2 separate regions of the Sus scrofa genome follow, and region 2 is linked to region 1. Evidence: chromatin contacts called from public Hi-C data. All regions are on one chromosome and are shown on one strand. Each heading gives the region's core, a stretch centred on a gene start, on an enhancer-like site or on the middle of the called end of the contact. The rest is flanking DNA. Distances are from core to core; before and after follow the strand shown. Region 1 holds the start of ANKRD33 (ankyrin repeat domain-containing protein 33). Region 2 overlaps SCN8A (sodium channel protein type 8 subunit alpha).

What was found. A called contact is a pair of places that touch in the nucleus more often than the background predicts.
Region 2: a contact with region 1 is called in a Hi-C map of liver, with 3 times the contacts expected there. The contact joins the enhancer-like site here to the promoter of ANKRD33 in region 1. A contact is called at or near these places in 5 of 47 Hi-C or Micro-C datasets (fetal skeletal muscle, liver, omental adipose tissue and 2 more) and 1 of 2 datasets of contacts at active chromatin or transcription factors (skeletal muscle).

Annotation. Positions count from the first base shown.
Region 1 is chr5:17,244,693-17,251,881 of Sscrofa11.1, forward strand. It overlaps ANKRD33 (ankyrin repeat domain-containing protein 33), which reads left to right and starts at 2,648. Exons shown (of 5, transcript XM_021091670.1): 1 at 2,648-3,217; 2 at 3,548-4,092; 3 at 4,266-4,406; 4 at 5,525-5,920; 5 at 6,115-6,407. The coding sequence starts at 3,594. The coding sequence ends at 6,266.
Region 2 is chr5:17,127,709-17,134,897 of Sscrofa11.1, forward strand. SCN8A (sodium channel protein type 8 subunit alpha) reads left to right here. Exons shown (of 27, transcript XM_021091665.1): 15 at 5,074-5,247; 16 at 7,134-7,189. Among named protein-coding and RNA genes, the nearest start is that of FIGNL2, 78 kb to the right of the region's middle. Within about 2 kb of position 3,658, at least 6 of the 83 cell types and tissues checked have an H3K27ac peak or open chromatin away from gene starts, as enhancers often do. A contact at or near this core is called in fetal skeletal muscle and liver, where this site is marked.

The sequences.
Region 1 (7,189 bases), core at 1,398-3,897:
CTTTCTCATACCATATAGAAAAGTAATTTCCAGATGGATTAAAGACTAAATATTAAAAATAAGGAGTTCCCTGGAGTTCCTGTTTGGCACAGTGGTTAACAAATCCGACTAGGAACCATGAGATTGCGTTGCCGTGAGCTGTGGTGTAGGTCGCAGACGCGGCTCGGATCCTGCGTTGCTGTGGCTCTGGCGTAGGCTGGTGGCTACAGCTCCAATTGGACCCCTAGCCTGGGAACCTCCATATGCCATGGGAGTGGTCCTAGAAAAGGCAAAAAAAGACAAGGGTTTATTATCTAGAATATTAACAGAAATTCCTGAAAACTCAATAAAAAAGACAGGATAGGGAGTTCCCCTGTGATGCAGTAGGTTAAAGCTCCAGAGTTGTTACTGCAGCAGCTCCAGCCACTGTTGTGATGTGGGTTCGATCCTTGGCTCAGGAAATTCCATATGTCACAAGTATGGCAAAAAAATAAATAAAATAAAGCATGGAGTTCCCACTGTGGTGCAACAGGATTGGTGGTGTTTCTGCAGCGCCAGGACATGGGTTTGATCCCCAGCCCAGCACAGTGGATTAAAGGATCTGGCATTGCCACAGCTGCAGCATAGGTCTGATCCCAGGCCTGGGAACTCCATATGCCTCAGGGAGGCCGAAAAAGAAAAAAAAAATCCTTTTATAGTTCTGTACCATCAGACTGATAAAAACTAGAAGGCTGAATAAGTTCAAGTGTTGGCAAGGATTTGAGATACTTTTACGCACTCTTGGTGGGTCACTAAAATAGGGAGCAATCTGGGAGCAGGTGGCCAATAAAAATGTATGTACCCTATGCCCTATGACCCAGCAGACTCTGAGATGCTCTCTTTTGGGTCCACAGCTAGATATATACAAGGATGGTCCCTGCAGTATTTGTAGTGGCATGAAGTTGGAGGCAGCATAGGGGTCCACCTTTGGAAGAGCAGATAAGTCAGATGTGATGGATGCACACTATGGCATCCTATGCAGCAGGAATAAGAGGGAAGAAAGAAAGGTTAAAAGGGACACACCATACCTTTTATCAAGAGAGCAAAGATTTTCCAAGGAGCCTCCCCCATCAGACTGCTGCTTGCATTTCATTGGCCAAAACTGTGTTAACTGGTCACACCTGACCAAAAGGTGACCAGAGAGAAGAGGGTTATGGATAGGGAGTGTATCATTTAATCAGAGATGTCTGACCCATCATCTCGTAGATTTCTTCCAACTGCTGCATAGAGTCCACAGTGTCCCTTCACCACATTTTACTGTGATGGCTAGAGGTACAGCAGCTATATTGTGACCATGAGGAAAAGCCAAGAGACTCCCAGAGAAGGCCCTGACATCATCGAGTTACTCAGTCAACACCAACAGCTTCTTATCTTTGAACTTTTTATCTTGTATGAAGAATAAACCTCTACTTGTTTAAGCCACACATGTCAGTTAGGGTTTAATTACTGGTAACAGAAATAAATCTGGCTAGTTTAAATAAAGAAGCAGGCTCTAGGTCTGGGAACAACTCCCAGCTTTGAGAGGCACATGACCTCTGCCTGTGATCCAGAAAACAAGTCACTACTACAGGAAGCTGACGAATCAGGAAACTGCTCACTAGACCCCCCCAACCGTATCTGTCACAATTTGTGACAGCAAAACGGATGTCCCATGCTACTTAGCTCTATTCCAAATTTGTGTCTTACACAAAAGCAGAACTTAAATCACAGATTCCTAGCTCACAAGAATCTGGGAAGTGTCATTATACCTTTCCAGCTTTTACAGTTTTGGAAGCAGGTTGAGCAGCCAGCCTATGGCAGCAACCACACCCCTGAGGTCAGTTTTTGGTTACAACACCTGACTGATACACTGCATAAAAAGCAGCAAGGACCAACCCCCAAAACAGCACTGAGTGAAAAGAACGAACACAATAAGCTCTGTAGCACAATCTAAGGTGTGAGTTAAAATAAAACAAACCACCACTACTTTTTTCAATGAAATGTATGTTGTCACGAATATATGTGTCATCGAGTTCCCATTGTGGATCAGTGGAAATCATGACTAGGAACCATGAGGACGCATGTTCCATCCCTGGCCTCGCTCAGTGGGTTAAGGATCCGGTGTTGCCATGAGCTGTGGTGTAGGTTGCAGACGCAGCTCCGATCCCATGTTGCTGTGGCTCTGGTGTAGGCCGGCGGCTACAGCTCCGATTACACCCCTAGCCTGGGAACCTCCATATGCCACTGGAGCGGTCCTAGAAATGGCAAAAAGACAAAAAAAAAAAAAAAAAAAAAGGTAATTTAACTTAAAGAATAATTTAATAATAATTTTATTAATTTAATAAATAATGGGAGTTCCTGTCATGGCTCAGTGGTTAACTAATCCGACCAGGAACCATGAGGTTGCAGGTTTGATCCCTGGCCTTGCTCAGTGGGTTAACGATCTGGCGTTGCCGTGAGCTGTGGTGTGGGCCAGCAGCTACAGCTCTGATTAGACCCCTAGCCTGGGAACCTCCATATGCCGCAGGTGCGGCCCTAGAAAAGACAAAAAAATAAAATAAAACCTTCCATTAAAATAAATAAATAAATAAATAAATAATGAAAACCATAGTTTGATTTGAATAATCAAAATAATTCATTTACATGTGAATATAATTTAAATATTTTATATTTAATGTACCACATCAAACTAATCCATTAAACTGAATATATCATAATTTCTGTACCCTAATTAAGCAATTCTTTATGCTTTAATTTCCCCAGAATCTAAAAAAATAGATCCAGGTGACCCCTGGGGCCCCTATGCCCGTCCCAGTCACCCTCTTTAGAGAGGTGTGTGACTTACAGCCTCTCCCACCCCTACCCCCCCTGCCAAGCCCGGCTCCACTCTTCAAAGCGTGGGTTTGGAGCTGGTCTCCGAAGGGGGCCGAAGGTGTGAGTTTGCAGGAGAGGCGGATCTTACTCTCAGAGCCCCCTCCTCGGGGGAGGAGCCACTCGGACTCGGGCCCCGCCCACTCTAGGCAGGCTCGTGGGGCGGGGCTCTGTCGGCTTGGGGAGGGGAGAGCACCTGCCCCGCCCTGCACCTCATCCCTAACTAACCCGGCTTGATCCAGCTCAGCCCCGAGGTGTTTGAGGCAGCTCTTTCCGTTAAGTCGAGCCATCTGTTACCTGCGTTGCTTCCTGGGGGGGAGAGTCCACCTTGAGGCGCTCCAGAGACCCGGTGAGTGCTCTCAGGAGTCTGGGGCTTACTGTGAGTCCCAGCAATGGCTACCTCCTAGGGAGCCTCCAAACCCCAGGTAAGGTCCCCTGGGAAAAAGGGAACTGCCGCTCTCCCTGAATCTCACCAGGATCCTCACTTATAGTGACTTCTACCCTCTTAGGGCTCCTGCCACTCTGCTTCCCTGCCACCGGCATGTCCTTTCTCCAGGGTGAATGGGATGGGACACTCCAGTAGGAAAGGACTCTTCCTTGGGCCATTGGGGTGAGTCACAGATGCTGAGACATGTCCCAGGATTCAGAGGGACACCATTCCCCTCATTCTGTGTTATAGATGCCAGCTGCATTGAAGGGGGGAAACCCGCCTTCTTGCCCCCAGCATGGAAGAGGAGGAGCTGCCATTGCCGAGGGGAGGGCTGGACGTGTCTGATGCCTCTATCCCAGGCTGCACGCTGGGGGCCCTGTACTGGGCCTGTGTCCGAAATGACTCTGCCCAGCTCCAAGCCATCCTGGATGATGGGGTCTCCCCAGAGGAGGCCACCCAGGTGGACGGCAATGGGAGGGTGAGTCACCCCACTCGTCCTGGGAATTTCAGGATGGCATCCACTGCCTGGGTCCTCAGGAGGAAGGGAGAGAGTGGGTCTTCACAGGAACTGGGACATCCCTGGGTCAGATGTGGATTTAAAGGGCCCAGGGCCCCCAAGAAGCTCCAGGAGGGAAGCACGGGGGCTGAGCTGCCCCTCCCCCAGACAGGCCTCATGGTCGCATGCTACCATGGCTTCCGGAGTGTCGTGGCTCTGCTCAGCCGCTGTCCTTTCCTGGATGTGAACCAGCAGGACAAAGAGGGGGACACAGCCCTCATGCTGGCTGCCCAAGCAGGTAAGAGGCTGCTGACCCCACCCTCTACCCGCCAGACCAAGGCCACAGCCCACACTCTTTGCACCAATGTTCTCTCACTCTGACACTGCCACTGCCGTGTTGGGTGGAGAGTGGATCTGGGGCTTTGTCATTCCTTTCCTGGGTAGCCAAGCTCTGCCCTTGGTGCCCTGCAGGCCACGTGCCTCTGGTGAGTTTCCTGATCAACTACTACGCGGGCCTTGACCTGGAGCGCCGGGACCAGCGGGGGCTGACAGCGCTGATGAAGGCTGCCATGCGGGACCGTTCGGAATGCGTGGCTGCCCTCCTCATGGCAGGTGCATGGGGACCAGGATGTTGTGTGGCCTCCAGTTCCTCCCCCACACCTCCCCACCAGGCACTAAGTCAGCTGTCATAGTTGCAGAGAGGAGAGAGGTGGATGGAGGATCAATCTAGGCTGACTTCCTGGAGGAGGAGAGTGTGCTGGAGCTTCTCACCAGCAACAAAGTCCAGCTCCTGATAGCTCTGTTTAAGTGGTGAATGGCAGTCCCAGAAAAGAAAACTTGGGAGGATAACCTAGACTGGCTGGAGAACCTAATACAAAAAAAAAAAAAAAGATTGTTATCTGGAACCAGACTCTTTGGTGCCCATCCTGGCTCTGCTGCCCGCTGAGTGACCCTGGGCAGGTGGCTTTCCTCTCTGGGCCTCACCAGTGTAATGAGGTCAATGGCCTTCTCTGGGCTGATCTCCAGCTCTGACAAACCAGGGTTCCAGGAATGCAGGGATGTGTGATTGAGACATGTGACTGTGACAGCGTTGTTCTGGGGTGAAGTCCACACTGTGGAGTCTCCAGGCCGTGCTACTCTCTGAGCTGGGGGTTCCCTCTGTGGGTCACCCTGGGGGACCCCAGCCTCCGGCTTTGCCCTTTCCCATCCTATTCGGTTGGGTTTGAGGTGAGAAGGGAGGAAGCTCTACATCCCCTCCTTTGTGGAAGAGTAACTGCTACTCCCCACCCCCAGGACTGGGGGGTGTAGTGATGAAAGGAAGAGTCAGAAGAGGGAACCAGCAGGACTCCCTCCCTCCACCTGCCCCAGAGGGTGCAGCTCGGACCTCCCCCCATCCTGAGCAACCCCCACACACCTTCTGGTCAGCGCCTTGGTTCAGGAGGTCTCTAGTCTGCCCCATGTTTGGAGACCTGGAGTAAGTATCCCTGGTCGGTCCCCCTCACTGGACTCCTTTCGCCAATCAAACCGGAAGTTGGGATCCTAAACCGGAAGTTGGGGTCTGGGGCTGGTACTGTCCGTCGGTGCTACTGCAGCCCCTGAGGGCCTGATTCCAGCTGCAGCAGGGTGGGCCTCTGGTTTTGCATCTAACTCAAATCAGTCCTGCTCCTAAAAGCATCTGTCCTTCTGCAAGGCACCGATCCCACCCCATGTCACCCCTGTGCCCTCCCCAGGTGCTGACCTGACTGCAGTGGATCCTGTCCGAGGCAAGACGGCCCTGGAGTGGGCATTTCTGACCGACAGCTTCGACACAGTACAGAGGATCCGGCAGTTGCTGCGACGGCCCCAAGTGGAACAGCTGAGCCAGCATTACCAACCCGAGTGGCCAGCTTTGCCCGGGCTTGTGGCCCAGGCCCAGGCTCAGGCCACCCCATCTCTCCTAGAACGACTCCAGGCCACCTTGAGCTTCCCCTTTGCCCAGTCTCCTCAGGAGGGGGGTGTCCTGGACCACCTTGTGACCATCACGACCAGCCTGGCCAGTCCTTTTCTCAGCACTGCCTGCCACACCCTGTGCCCTGACCACCCACCTGCACTGGGCACCCGAAGCAAGTCCGTGCCAGAGCTGTTAGGCACTGCCCCACCCCCTCCTCCTGTACCCCAGCCCCCCCAGGAAGTTCCTGGCCCCCGGGCCTTCACCCCCTACCAGAGCCCTCACGGTGTGTTGAGCATGTGCCCCCAGTGGCTCCAGCCCAGGGGTAGTACCAGCTCCAGGCCCCAAGCCCCCAAGATCCTCCTCTCCAAGGCACCCTCATCTGGCATCCAGTGGAAGCTGGAGCCCAGATCTGCAGGGAATCGAAGCCTGGCCCTTCCTGTCTGGAGATACCAGGAGCTCAGGATGGAGAGGAGGAGGCAGGAGGAGTCCAGATTGGCAGAGAGCCAGGGGAAGATGGGCTAGACCAGACTGGGAGCAGGTAATCAGGCCCTTTCCTTAGGCTCCTTTGCTGTCTAGAGCCCCTTCTGCCTTCCCATCTACCTCTGTCTAAGTGACTCTACTCTCAGCCTGTGCACCAGGTCATTCATACAGCATCATGTGCAACAATAAAAGAATGGAAATGACCCACGTGGCCCTCAATAGGGGACTGGCTAAATTGATTCTGGGTGTAAATACTGTATACCTATTTGACGTATTCTCTACAGTGGGAAAACAAGAAGAAGGAAGCTTTCAGAGTTCTCATTGTGGCTCAGCAGTAACGAACCCAACTAGCATCCACGAGGATGCGGGTTCAATCCCTGGACCCACTCAGTGGGTTAAGGATCCGGCATTGCTGTCAACGGCACTGTAGGTTGAAGATGCGGCTTGGATCCCTTGTGGCTGTGGTTGTGGTGTAGGCTGGTGGCTACAGCTCTGATTCATCCCCTAGCCTGGGAACTTCCATATGCCTCGGGTGTGGCCCTAGTTCTGTTATGAAACTATCTTCAAGATGTATGAAGTGAAAAAACAAGGGGTGGAACAGTGTATGAGGCATGCTACTATTTGCCAAAGTAAAATTTGTCTTTTTTTTTTGTTGTTGTTGTTGTTGCTATTTCTTGGGCCACTCCCGCGGCATATGGAGGTTCCCAGGCTAGGGGTTGAATTGGAGCTGTAGCCACCGGCCTACGCCAGAGCCACAGCAACGTGGGATCCGAGCCGCGTCTGCGACCTACACCACAGCTCACGGCAACGCCGGATCGTTAACCCACTGAGCAAGGGCAGGGACTGAACCCGCAACCTCATGGTTCCTAGTCGGATTCATTAACCACTGCGCCACGACGGGAACTCCCCAAAGTAAAATTTGTACCAAGATAAACTTGATTAATATACATAAGTAGTGAGTACCAAGATTCATTTAACTACTTAA
Region 2 (7,189 bases), core at 2,408-4,907, 120 kb before region 1:
TTTTGAGAGTAAGTTGCTGACACAGCCTGTCACCCCCAAATACTTTAGCGCGTTTTTTATAAACACGCACATTCTCCTACACAACCATGATATAACTGCCAAAATCGGGAAATTACCATGGCGCATCCCTGCCTTCTCATTCTCAGGCCCCTTGAAATTGTGCCAATAATCCCAGTAATAGGGAGGAAGCTGTTCCAGAGTTACCCCTGCATTTAGCTCTCATATCTCTAACTTTCTCCAGCCCAGGAGAGCGCCTCTGTCTTCAACTTCCATGACCTTATCAAGGTCAAATGTATCACGTTTGAAGATGACGAGCCAGTTCTTTCGTAGAATCCCCTCAATCTGGGTTTGTCCAGTACCTCCTCCTGATTAGACTCAGGTGATGCCTTTGGCAGGACTGTCCCACAAGCGAGGCCATCTTCCTCTCATCGCATCTGCCAGGTGGCACGATTTCCTTCCGTCCCATTTCTGCCGCTGATCACTTGATGACTTGATTAAGGAGAGGTCTGCCAGGCTTCTTTCCTGTAAAGTTATTCTTTTCCTGTTTATAATTAATAAGCATTCGTGAGGAAGACACTTTGAAACGATCTCAATTTCTTATTTTTCGTTAAATGTGATTGATTCTTTTATTTACTAATGTCAGTGTGGACTCGTGGTTTTCGGTTTTAGTCAGTGGGTTTTAATCCGTCCCCATCATGTACTTGGGTGTTTAAACGGTTCCCGATCTGGCCAGTGGGAGTCCCTTCAAGGTGGCTTCTGTGTCCTTTCAGCATCTCCTCCTTGCTTCTTTGTTTTTGCAGATATATTCCAGGCTGACTTTATATCTTTCCAGTCTCAGGCCTGGAATCAGCCGTTTCTCACGCAGCCCTTGTTTTAGTGGAAGCCGACATTTAGAAATCCAGGTCTGCCAGAGCGCGATGCCTCTCGGCACAGGGGCACTACATGGTTCTTTCTGGTTTCCCCTTTCTGTGTTTGTAACTCCTTCACCAACAGAAAGAAACCTGGTCGCCACTGTCTTTAGTAGGCGACCTTTGATCGTTTTTTTTAAAAAGCCACCATTACCTCTTCCAACGTTGGGTGTCCTCTCCCCGGGGCAGGCTCTGAACCCCATGCTGGGCCTCCGGCATCCACACAGCATCCTTCATGTCGACCCCTCCTCACACGTCTCAGGCCGACACCCAGGCCGGGCCACCCCACACCCCCTCGTTTTCCATACCCCACTCGAACTCCTTGAACGCCTCTCAGTATACCCCTCCCCACCCTACACCAGGGTTCCCCCACCATAGAAGCTCTCTGCATCCTGCTTGGACTCAGACACCCCACGCCGGGCCTCCCCCCTTGCCCTGCTCAGGCTCTGACTCTCTGCTCCCTGCTGCCCGCCTGCAGGGACCCGCCCCTCCCCACCTCCCCCCACTCAGGCCGTCCTTCCACCCGGAAGCTCTCCTCGCCTGGCTCTGTAGCTAACTCCTGATGCCAGGCCACGTGCCCCTCACCCTGCTTGGCTCTGACACGCCTCCCTGGGCCAGCTGTCTGTGTGGACACTTTCTTGAGCCCTCTCAGGCTTTGACACCCCACATCAAGCCGTCCTCCCCCTGAGGATGCCCTCTCCACCTGGTTAAGCTCTAACCCTCTCTGCCCAGTCTCCTACCCGCTCCAGCGTGGGCACTCTCCAGCCGTCCTCAGGCCTTCGCACCCTGTGCTGGGCAGCCATCCCACGCAGACACTGGACTGGCCCCCAGTGGGCACCCTCCATGGCCTACATAGGCTCTGACAGCCCACCCTAGGCAGCCCTCCTTCTCAGCTGCCCCAGGCCCCCCACCATGTAGATAAGAGCTTTAGGACTAAATCTCTTGAGAGGAGGGGGTCTGGAAGGAAGGGTGAAAGCTTAACCTGACATGTAAGTTTAATTTCCGAGAATCTAAGCCAAAAAAGAAAAACAGGAAGTTGTTTTTCCTCCTTTACCAAATACACATGAATGTTATGTGGTAAAGTAACTACAGTTTAACTAGATTTTCAACCAAAAGGAATTCTTTCCAGATTTTAATTTTTCTTTGATCTGTGTCCCTGTAGCCCCTTATACATACGCTTTTTAGAAACCTACTTCCTGATATTTTAGTCTTTGTGCCTGGATCTTTCATTTGGATAAGCAGCCATTCTAGTCTGCACAGATCTGACGGGGCTCCTGGGACATAGAACTTTCCCTTAAAAGTGGGGCAGTTCTGAGCAAGCCAGTACAAGTGGATCACCTTGTCCACCCAGGATGGAGGACTTTGAGCACTAAAACCAGACGAATCTCAGTATTACAACCACTTGGGTCACCCGACCTCAGGGTGACCGAGTTCCCAAGGATCTGCTATTTTTCATGGTCACATGTTGGTTTTTCCCTGTCTCCACTGCAGTACACACAGGGCTTTTGTCAAATTGAATTTCATCCTCTTTGGAAGGACTACAGAGCAGGAGCTCCTCGGCCTCCTGGGAGGAGACAGGGGCAAACAAATCCGAAAGGCTCCCAGAGGAGCCTGATTTGTCTGCAGACGCAGTTGTGGCAGAGGACAGAGGAGGTGTGCTGCTTCCCCCTACCCTTCCCAGGCCCCAGGCTGACCCCCAGTCTCAGGGCACCGGAGACCTTGCCTGCTGCCCTGGCATTATGTTCTCAGGCCGGTGCCAGGGGCTTGTCCAAACTAGAAACATATGCTGCCTGTGAATTCAGAGCATTTGATTGGAACAGACTTCTCCATCTTTTTTTGGTTTTAGGGCCCTGTTATTCTCTTAAAAAGAGCTAAAGCGCTTTCATTTATGTGAGTTATCTTTTCATATTTACCATATTTGAAATTAAAACCAACAAAAATCTTAAATACTTATTTTTAAATCACAATCATATATCCATTACACAGTTATGTAAATAACATTTTATGGGGGAAAATATTTTCTGAAGGAAAAAAATGGATTGTTTGGCATTTTTGCAAATCTCTGTCATGTCTAGTGTTTTGTGTGTTTGAGTTTTTGGTTGTGTTTTGTTTCGGCCATGCCTGCGGCATACAGAAGTTCCCAAGCCAGGGGTCAAACCCACGCCACACCAGTTACCCAAGCCACAGCAGTGGCAATGCCAGACCCTTAACTGCTAGGCTACCAGGGAACTCTTCGTGTCTGGTTTAGTAGAAGATACCTAGATTTATCTGCTTCTGTACTTAATCCATCGCTATATATTATTTTGCTTAAAGTGAAAGATGAAAACCTGGCCTCACACAGATATGTAGTTGGAAAGAGAAGAAGACTTCATACCCCATGAGGGTCTTAGGGACCCAAGGATCCCCCAGTACACTTTGAGAGCTGCGGTACTAGAACATAAATTCTCAGGTGAATACTTGATGACATTCACAAGAGTGACATTTATATACAGTTATTGATGTGCTGCTTGTAATTCCTTTTTCTCCTCCTCAAGAAGCATATCACGGTGCAAATAAAAATAACATCAAAGGGAGAACCTTAAATCTAGTCTCCTCTGTTTTTAAAAAAGTAATTCTTTCATGCAACCAATAGTTACAGATTTATTTTCTCCCAAGCCCCAAACGAGGGCAGCCCACTGTGTGTGTTGAAACAACACAGTTGCTGGTGTCAGTCTCAGGCCTTCCTACCAGGCAGCCAGAGGCCAGTCCACCCTTTGAAAGGCCACACCACGTGACCGTGTCATTGATCTTCTCTCAGGAGCCAGAGTTCCCACAGTATAGGTATTCTCAGGTCATTCAGCTCGTGCCTGTTACTAAGCACTTCTGTGTGTTCGCCAGGAACCAAGGGGACAGCACATTCAGTCTCTGCTTAGTGTGTATAAAGCGGGTTCATGTTGCTCCGTAAAGAAACCTTTGATGGGCTCACGCTGAGGGTAAACTGTGTGTCGGGAGCTGATGAGCTGCCCCTACTTTCCTGACTCACTGCGAGTGATATCCCTTCTGTAGAAGCTTAACTTGCACTATGAACTTTGATTTAGCTTAACAGAAAAGGACATTAAACAGTAGCATTAAAATAATAAGCGTTTGTAAGGTGGTGAGACTATGAATGGATCTCCTGTAGTTTGCACATGTTTAGCTGTGTCCCATTGCTTTTACCACTGAAAATAAGAAACCCTGGAGTTCCCGTCGTGGCTCAGCGGTTAGTGAACCCAACTAGCGTCTGTGAAGATGCGGGTTTGATCCCTGGCCTTGCCCATTGGGTTAAGGATCCAGCTTTGCTGTGAGCTGTGGTGTAGGTCAGTAGCTGCAGTTCTTATTGGACCCCTAGCCTGGGAACCTCCACATCCTGCGTGTACGGCCCTAAAAAGACAAAAAAGAAAGAAAGAAAGAAACCCTGCAGCAGATTATGTCTGTGTTTGAGAAGACGCATAATGTCAAGTCAGGACTAATTCTCATATAGTTATAACACAGAGAGTGCAATTTTTTTTTTTTTGTCTTTTGTTGTTGTTGTTGTTGTTGCTATTTCTTGGGCCGCTCCCGCGGCATATGGAGGTTCCCAGGCTAGGGGTCCAATCGGAGCTGTAGCCACCGGCCTACGCCAGAGCCACAGCAACGCGGGATCCGAGCTGCGTCTGCAACCTACACCACAGCTCACGGCAACGCCGGATCGTTAACCCACTGAGCAAGGGCAGGGACCGAACCCGCAACCTCATGGTTCCTAGTCGGATTCGTTAACCACTGCGCCACGACGGGAACTCCGCAATTTTTTTAACAACATCCCAAACATACCCACTCAGATGCTGGCCGACCCTTGAGGAGTCAGTCACTTGTGTGATATTCCCCGTTGCTTAGAATCATGTTTAAACTGCAGTCTTGAACGACGTGCATTGAGGAGTTCTGGCAACAAAGATGGGGGCGCCGGGCTGAGTACTTGATTCAGGGGAAGTAAGAAGACTTTCCCGCATCGTGCGGCGTGGTCAGGGGACATCTGAGTGTTGCTGTCCTCAGATGGAGGATTTAGTCAAGGCTGGCTCTTGCGGCTTCTTGGATGTGTCGTAATCAAAGTTAAATGATAAAGGCGTTTTCTTTCTTGTGCTTTTTCTTACGCCTGCCTTCTGCTCTTTAGGTTTTCACTGGAATTTTCACAGCGGAAATGTTCCTGAAGCTCATAGCCATGGATCCCTACTATTATTTCCAAGAAGGTTGGAACATTTTTGACGGATTTATTGTCTCCCTCAGTTTAATGGAACTGAGTCTAGCAGACGTGGAGGGGCTTTCAGTGCTGCGATCTTTCCGATTGGTATTCCATATTTCTCCCATTTCTTTTTACATTTCCTGTCTTGCAGCTGCTAGAAAGAGTTTTGCATAAGTTAATCTCGTGATTTTTTTTTTTTAAGTCCTTAGCTATATTCTACTCTCAACTTCCGTTGGCTGCTTATTGGCTTAGCTACTGAAATCTTGAAAACTTTTCTGCTAACTGCCTAATGTAGAGAGTCGTTTTTAAAATCAGTCAACAAACTGGAGTCAGTTTTAGGATGTTCCTCGGAAGATAGTGGTTCATCTAAAAGATGAGGAAGAAGGATTCCCAGGGGCTCTTCTGAGGTCTGCTTGGGATTTGCTGGTGAGCCTATTTCTGCATCGGAGCATTGCCCTGAAATGGCAAGAATTTCTCCGTTTTTAAAAATGGCTCTCCTCATTTCTTCTATCCTTCCAGAAAACAAGAATAAAATAATGTTTTAAAAAATTGTATTGACATTAGTTGTTGGACATTGGTCATAAGTTGAGGATGATTTTTTAATGTATTTAATGTAATTTAATACTACAATGACTCTGAAAGGATAATGACATCCTCAAGTAGCTTCCCGTAAGCATCGATATAAGCGATGTCCTGATTCAGTCCCTTGAGAAGCTGAGTTACCTGGAGGATATCCCACTCAGAGCCTCAGAAATGGCTTCGGTTTTTCTCCTTATCGGGAAGGTATCTAAGCATCTCGACTGAAAGGATTTAAGGTTTTTTAATCAGGATATTCAAAATATCTAAGAAAGAGAATTGGATCAGAGGGAAACAATTTGTAAACCAGAGACTTCATTCAATCCAAGTCACAAATAACATCTGCCAAGTTTCTGGAACCTCTGCTTACTAGTCATTGGTTAGGATCCAGCCCGCAGTAGACTTTTTGAGAATAGTTCTTATTACCTAGAAGATGAAGAATTAAGAGAATGAAGCCTTAGCACTAATATTCTTAATAAATTAAAAGCCACTCAGAAACGGAAAACATACAAAGAACCCAGATTATACACAGAGCAACAACACCTAGGAAACTGTGAACTCTCAGATAAGACTCAAGTTTTCAATAGGAAAAAAAAGTCCGAATCCTTCTACCAGGATTCCTATTACATCATGTGTTAGTTGTTAACTTAAGGCATATGATGATGGCCTCTAGTCATGGGTTCATGCATTATAATTCTCAGTCTATTAGCCAAGACCTTGTAAGCATTCATTGCAGAATACAGAAAGTTCGTGATTGACAGATACCAGAAGTTCTGTCCTCTGAATTAACATCAGCATAGTCCCTTTTCATAAGATGTATAGTCTCTTTTCAAAAGATGGCTCCACTTGGGAGTTTTGTTTTTCCTTGAAGTTATTCCAAGCATATCACAGAGTTCCCTGTCAGCCATTGATTATTTATTGGCAAACGAAAGGAAAGCTAGGTAGAATGTTTAAATGCTTGCTTTTTTAAGGAGACAGATGACTTATTTTCACTATCCTTACCAGACTGATCTTTTGCAGATCACGTTTTCCCTGATACGTCTCTTGAGAAGTCAAGAGAAAATTAATGGGAAAGGATATGTTCATGTATTGCTTGTTTTTTGGTTTTGGTTTTTGTTTTTGTTTTTCTTAATAGATTGACCCAGAGACTAATACAGGGGGCTAGAGGCAGTATTCTTGGTTCTTAGTTCTAAATCTCTCACTTACTGTACAGTTATTCAGTTTCCCTCTCTATGCCTCAGTTGCTCCCATTTTAGTCTAAAACACTGTTAGAAGGTTCTGGGAATTTCCCAAGGGTGCTCAATAAATTTAAGCTGATCTTAACTAATTTTATACGTTATTATTACAGCCGTGTGGTAAGAATAAATGGACTGACTACCATTTGGGTTTTATTTGTTTGTTTGTTTTTTCCTTAGCTTCGAGTCTTCAAATTGGCCAAATCCTGGCCCACCCTGAACATGCTGATCAAGAT